Regions from separate parts of the Zea mays genome. Here region 2 is linked to region 1. A link is a contact called in public Hi-C data. All regions are on one chromosome and are shown on one strand. The core of a region is the stretch at or near the end of the contact, and the rest is flanking DNA. Distances in the headings are between cores, read along the strand shown. Region 1 overlaps LOC100502361 (callose synthase 3). Region 2 holds the start of LOC103631379.

Region 1 (2,936 bases), core at 285-2,784:
TACTGGTTCAAGCTGCTGACAAAGGTTAACCTCCAGAATTTCACGCCTTATGTCTATGAAGAGAATACCATGCTCTGGTGGAAAAGATGTAGTGATCAGTTGCATGGAATTGCCAGAAAAGGACTAAACTCGCTTATCAGTCTCGGCCTCTGGATATTGTGGAAACACCGAAACGCCTGTGTTTTTGACGGCCTTTCTCCCTGTCTTAATGAAGCCATCAAGAGAACTGAGGAGGAAAGGGACCTGTGGGTGTTAGGAGGGGCTACAAACTTAGATCTCTTAACAGCCCCAATCCCAGGTCTTTAGGTCAAAGTAGTTTCTGTTTCCTTTTATTTATGGATGTATTTTTGTTTCTTTGTTTTCGACCACCGTAATGGGGGTCTTCTTGTACTGATCCATTTTGGATCTTTTTCTATTCCTACTTAATGAAAAAATGTGCATGTCTCTTGCGCGTTCGAGAAAAAAGATAGGTCAAGAAAATCTACAAGCACCCCGACAGTAAGCACACCCTTAATATCAGTTATCCATTTGTTATCTGCAAGAGTGTCCTGAACAATTCTGCACTTTCTGTATTGCTTGGGAAGAGCCGCAATCAATCTAGGAGCAAAGTCTTCTATTCTTTTTCCCAAAATCCAACGGTCTTGCCAAAGCAGGGTTGAAGCACCATCTCCAATTTCAGTATACATTACAGCTGAAAAGAAATATCTAACCTTTTCAGAGAGGTGTATAGGTAGGAATGCCCATGGCTTAGAAGGATCAGTTTTGGCCAACCACAGCCATCTCATTTTAAGGGCCCAACCCAATTCTTTTAGGCTGAAAATACCCATCCCTCCCAACTCAATTGGTCTACAAACCCTTCCCCACGCCCCTAAACAGTGACCACAACTAACCTCTCTTCCTTTCCGTATGAATCCCTCCCAACTCAATTGGTCTACAACCCAATTTTATCTATAGCCTTGAGAGCTCCTGGAGGCAAATCAACAGCCATTGCGAGGTAAATAAGTTTTCCTGTCATCACATATTGAACTTGAACCTTTCTCCCAGCCCTTGACAATAATTCAGCTTTCCACCCATGTAATTGGTCAGCAACTTTATCGATAATGGGCTGCACTAGCCCTCTGGTTAGTCTCATTAGTGACAGGGACAAGCCGATATAAGTGCAAGGGAAGGAAGACCTGGCAAGGCAGCTGCTGCTGCAGGACTTCCATCTCCCCAACACTGCATCGGATGGGATAAACACAGCTTTTTTGCACATTAGTTTGCAGCCCCGAAGCTTCCCCGAAAAGCTTCAAAATGCTGAGAACAACTTGAATGTCTTGATCTTTTGGCTGTAGAAACAATACCACATCGTCCGCATAAAGGGATAGCATATGCTGCAGTGGCCTGGCTGATAGTGGTTGCAGCAGCTCCCTTTCCTCTGCTTTAGAAACTAGAAAACTAGGTACATCCATAACCAGTATAAATAGCATTGGTGACAAAGGGTCCCCTTGTCTCAAATCCCCTTCTATGTTTAATAGTTCTCCTTGGAACTCCATTCAAAAGAATCTGAGTGGAGGAGGTTGCCAAAAGACCACTAATGATGTCTCTCCAAAACTGTCCAAAACCTAGTTTCTGAAGAACTTCTAGAAGGAAAGCCCAAGAAATAGAGTCAAAAGCCTTTGTGATGTCAAGTTTCAAGAGGATTCTTGCTTTCTTTTGGTAATGAAAAAATCTGGCAGTTTGTTGCACAAGCATGAAGTTATCTTGAATGAACGCACTTTGTCGAGGTGAGACCATATCCTGCAGTTTTTGAGCCAATCGATTAGCAAGAACCTTAGTTGTTAGTTTTGCCATGCTGTGCACTAAGTTGATAGGTCTGAAATCCTTGACCTCCTCAGCTCCCTCCCTCTTGGGAATAAGAGTAACCAATGTTGTATTTATTGTATCAAAATGAGCAAATTTGTGCCCCCAGATTTCTGAAATTACCGCCATCACATCTTTTATAATTGACCAATATGTCTTGTAGAATTTACCTATGAATCCATCTGGACCAGGATTACTTGACCCTAAAGAAATATTCTAATCAATAACTTATCTCTTTCCTTATCTAACCAAATCTTTCCTTATCCTAAGTAACCAAATCTTTCTTTATTCTAACAAACCAAACCAATCTAAATTATTCTTTTCTTATTATTTTCTCATCCTAATGGATCCACTAGTCATAACACTACTCCGCTCCTTCAAGACAACTCGCCCTCGAGCTGTGCTGATGGTCGTGGCTGCAAATGTCATTGTTTCTATGGCGACAAGGTGGCATGTGTACAACCCCCTAGATCCCATGGCGTAATCTGGTGGGTGTCGAGACCTGAGAGCAATCGCAACAGCGACCAGTGGAGACCAGTGATGAAATGCAATGGCACTATGCAAGGCACGCCTGTAAGGAACACCATGCCTTTTCCCCATCGGATGCCTACTAGTTTGCGTCACACCGGGAAGTCCCTAATGTTGAGATGCCATAGGGACGAAAGAGTTGACTCAGGGGCCGAAAGAGGAGTTGCCCTAGAGACCTATGCAAGAAGTGCCCTGAGGGCCAAGATGCCGGTGATCGGCACATGAAGTGCCACGAGGGGCTAAATAGATGCCCCGAGGGCAAGCACAAAAAGTGTCCCGAGGACTAGGGCGCTAATGGTTGGCGCACGAGGTGCCCGAGGGTCGGAACGCCTGGGGCCAGTGGAAGAAGTGCCCTCGAGGCATGGCGTCGGGACCCAATCACCCAACGCAAGAAGTGCCTCGAGGATCAGGGCGCCAGGGTTCAGTAAACGAAGTTCGGAATAGGTGCCTCGACAAGTGAAGGCTGCCCACAGAACAACTGCTCGCAATAGTTGATCTAGTCCACGGGTCCTTGCCGTCGTAGGTAGAGAAGGATGAGAACATCATCATCCCATACCCCGTCATCC
Region 2 (2,987 bases), core at 351-2,850, 160 kb after region 1:
GGCAGTGCCCGATGCAACGAGGGCAAAAAAAAAAGGAACGAGACATCTGAAGAACTGCTCACCCGCTCCAGCGCGGCCAGGAGGAGGCCGATGCCCGCGGCGTCGTCGGCGCGCGCGCGGCGTGCCCGGGCCTTCCTCGCGGACGCGGTCGGCAGGAGCAGGCCGGTGGACCCGCCGATGCTCCGCCGCCGCTTGGGCGCCGCCAGCGCCGCGGCCGTGACGCCCGCGGCCGCCGACGCGTCGGAGTCCCGCGCGGAGAGCCCCGACGCCACGCGGCGGGACGAGCGCTTGAGGCTGCGGCGCGGCGGGGTGGCGGCGGCGCGGGGCGCGTCCGGGTCCGCGAACTTGCGGAGGAGCTCGTCCGAGGACGCCCTGCCCACGTGCTGCACCGACACCTGCTGCGGCTGCTGCTTCTGCTGAGGCGGCGTCGCCATCGACGGCTGTCAATGGAAGGAGAAAGGCAGACAGGCACCAAGCAGTGCGTCGGCCGGCAAGCGCTGAGGGAAGGAGGGCTGGGTGCCTTGGTCGAGTGGTGGTGGGCATGGGATGCGGGGGGGAGAGCGGCGGGAGATCGCGGCGGATTTAAATGCGGGGGGTTTTGGTGGGGACGGGTCGAATATAGCCGTTGGGGAGCGCGGGTGCGGTGTGGATCTCACGTGCCGCGCCCGCGCGACGTTGCCGGACGCGGGGGGTCTGCATGACTGCATCGGCCGCGCGCTGGTCCACCGCGCTGGCGCGCCTGGCAGCCGGACTGACGGCCTGCCGGATGGGCGGGCGAGTTTTTATTTCTCCCGTGACTGCCAGCGCTTGATGATTCGGGCCGTTAGACGCGATCACGCTCGCTCGTGAGTCGTGACGACAGCGATGGCACGAATGGATTGGGGTGGTCTGATTCATGAGCAGTGCCATGGAAACTGTTTTGGCGTCCTGACACTCCGGGCTTGCTCTGTGCACATTTCTCTCTTCTTCCGCTCCAGAGCTCAGCGGAAGGTTTCTGCTACAGTGACGTCCATGTGTGGCAGCTGTGGTGTTGCATAGGAACAGGGCATACACCTTCTATTATCAACAGTTGTTTATTTTCTGAATTAAAATATAGCTCAAAAAGTCTAACTTTGTGCAACAGCTATAGTGTTGTATAGGAACGGGACGTTGCCTACAATGCAGAAGTGCTAGCTTGGTTGCCTACCTCCCTGTTGGTCGCCCATTCGTGCAACGCAGCAGAAGGAATGATCTTGCAGCGAAAACTGGGGAGACAGGGATCAGACATCAGACTCAGACTACATACTGTACCGTCCAGCTACAAACAAATGCAAAAACGGAAATGTTTCTGAGGACCAGACATGTACGAAATGCCGTTATAGCTGTACGAAGTACTTTAGATAAAGCTGAAAGCATGAAAGCGATACCAGCCAGCAGTAAAAATGATGCGTCAGCATCACGACGAGTTCAAACCATCTGTACTCTAATATCAAATTACGCGAAAGCAGACTGTGTGCTTGTACACTGGCTACTGGTAGCAAGAAACAGGGCATGCAAAACATCGTTGCTCTGCAACACAGAAAAAAAAAAGATTCACTGGCCAGGGCGTCCTTGCATGTGCACAGGCTGCAATGCTCAACAAATACTATGAGGTTTTCTCTAAAGCATCTCTCTGTTGTAAAGCAGTTTTTTTTCAGGACGAGGAAAAAAAATAAAAACTAAGCAGTACCTCGGACAGATAACGGCACAAAAGGCAATTGCAATTATATAAACGAGACTTTCCGTCAGAAAAAAAAGAGCATCAAATGCAGCTATTCAATGTAACGATTCCAACACAAATAAAGTATATACAACTGATTGGTAGCCTACCATCCACCTTCTAAGATTTCGCAGCGCCAAAGACCAAGCCCACAATCCAGGTAACGACCGATCCAACGACCCAGAGGACAAGAAGGAACACGGTGACACCTGCCAGAATGGTCAGGACAGGTGGGCCATCAGGAGAACTCGAGCCATCGTCACTGGAGCTAGGAGAACCTCTGCCTGAAGCGAATAGGGCTTGCCTGTTGTGCTCCTTCCCAAAGCTTATTGCATTCTGAAACCCATGAAATCTTCTTACGGAAGGGCTGCAACGCCTGCTGTATAAAAATAGCAAGAGTAATAACTGAGAGAATGCAATTGGTGCTCCTTGCCATTACTGAATATGAACATGCAAGTTGCAGTGCATAAGTTCTGCGATCATATTCCATACATAGAGAAGTTATTATGATCATAATGGCTCGATCAACTTCCCTGTCATGAACCAAGTAGCTAACTCAAAGATGCATATGTGTGTGTGTGTGGATGCACGTGAAAATGGACATGTGATGCCCTTAATTCCTATCAAAATGTAATGAGCTCTCTTTACCACTGTCATGCAAGCAGGGACAATAGAATGTGCCAATGAAACTGCATGCATAGCTCCTTCTATGTGTATAGAATTCTGTAGACTCTTAGCTATGTTTTACAAACCATAGAACTGATGCATAACTCACAAAAACAAGGAGAATGTCAAATCATAATTACAAAGATGCTTCTTTCCTAGTATGCGTGTAATTTTTACAAAGTGACAAATTCACACACCCGTTCGACTGAGGGGCCTGTAGACGAGCTGAAGTTCAGAATGAAAACTAAATCCCATCAAAATCCAGCTCATTTACAACCAATTGATGGGATCTGAACTGGTAGCATTAGAGAAGCTAAGCACCAGCTTTGTCTCCTGTTTGACATCAATACAACATGCTCCGATGTGCTGTGGCTGAAGCCAAGCGCCACCAGCATCTCGCCGAGCTTGGCATTCCACGCGTGCAGTACCTATAAGTTTGTAAAGCATCTTATCTAGGAGCAGCACCTTGTCCTCGAAGCCGACAATGATGAAGCTGGGAGACTGCCTGACGTAGATCTCGTCGACCAACTCGCCATTTAAGAACCCAGAGTTGACGTTCATATGGTGCACCGACCATCACTCC

Evidence for each region. A called contact is a pair of places that touch in the nucleus more often than the background predicts.
Region 2: a Hi-C map of root tip shows a contact between it and region 1, with 3 times the contacts expected there. The contact joins the promoter of LOC103631379 here to the enhancer-like site in region 1. A contact is called at or near these places in 5 of 25 Hi-C or Micro-C datasets (ear, leaf, root tip and 1 more).

Annotation. Positions count from the first base shown.
Region 1 is chr1:6,031,032-6,033,967 of Zm-B73-REFERENCE-NAM-5.0, forward strand. All of the region lies in intron 32 of LOC100502361 (callose synthase 3), which reads right to left. Among protein-coding and RNA genes, the nearest start is that of LOC100383093, 45 kb to the left of the region's middle. Within about 2 kb of position 1,535, at least 2 of the 20 cell types and tissues checked have an H3K27ac peak or open chromatin away from gene starts, as enhancers often do. A contact at or near this core is called in root tip, where this site is marked.
Region 2 is chr1:6,191,397-6,194,383 of Zm-B73-REFERENCE-NAM-5.0, forward strand. LOC103631379 reads right to left here and starts at 1,601. Exons shown (of 2, transcript XM_008652305.4): 1 at 63-1,601. The coding sequence starts at 434. It overlaps LOC100276168, which reads right to left. Exons shown (of 2, transcript NM_001150018.2): 2 at 1,719-2,114. The coding sequence ends at 1,859.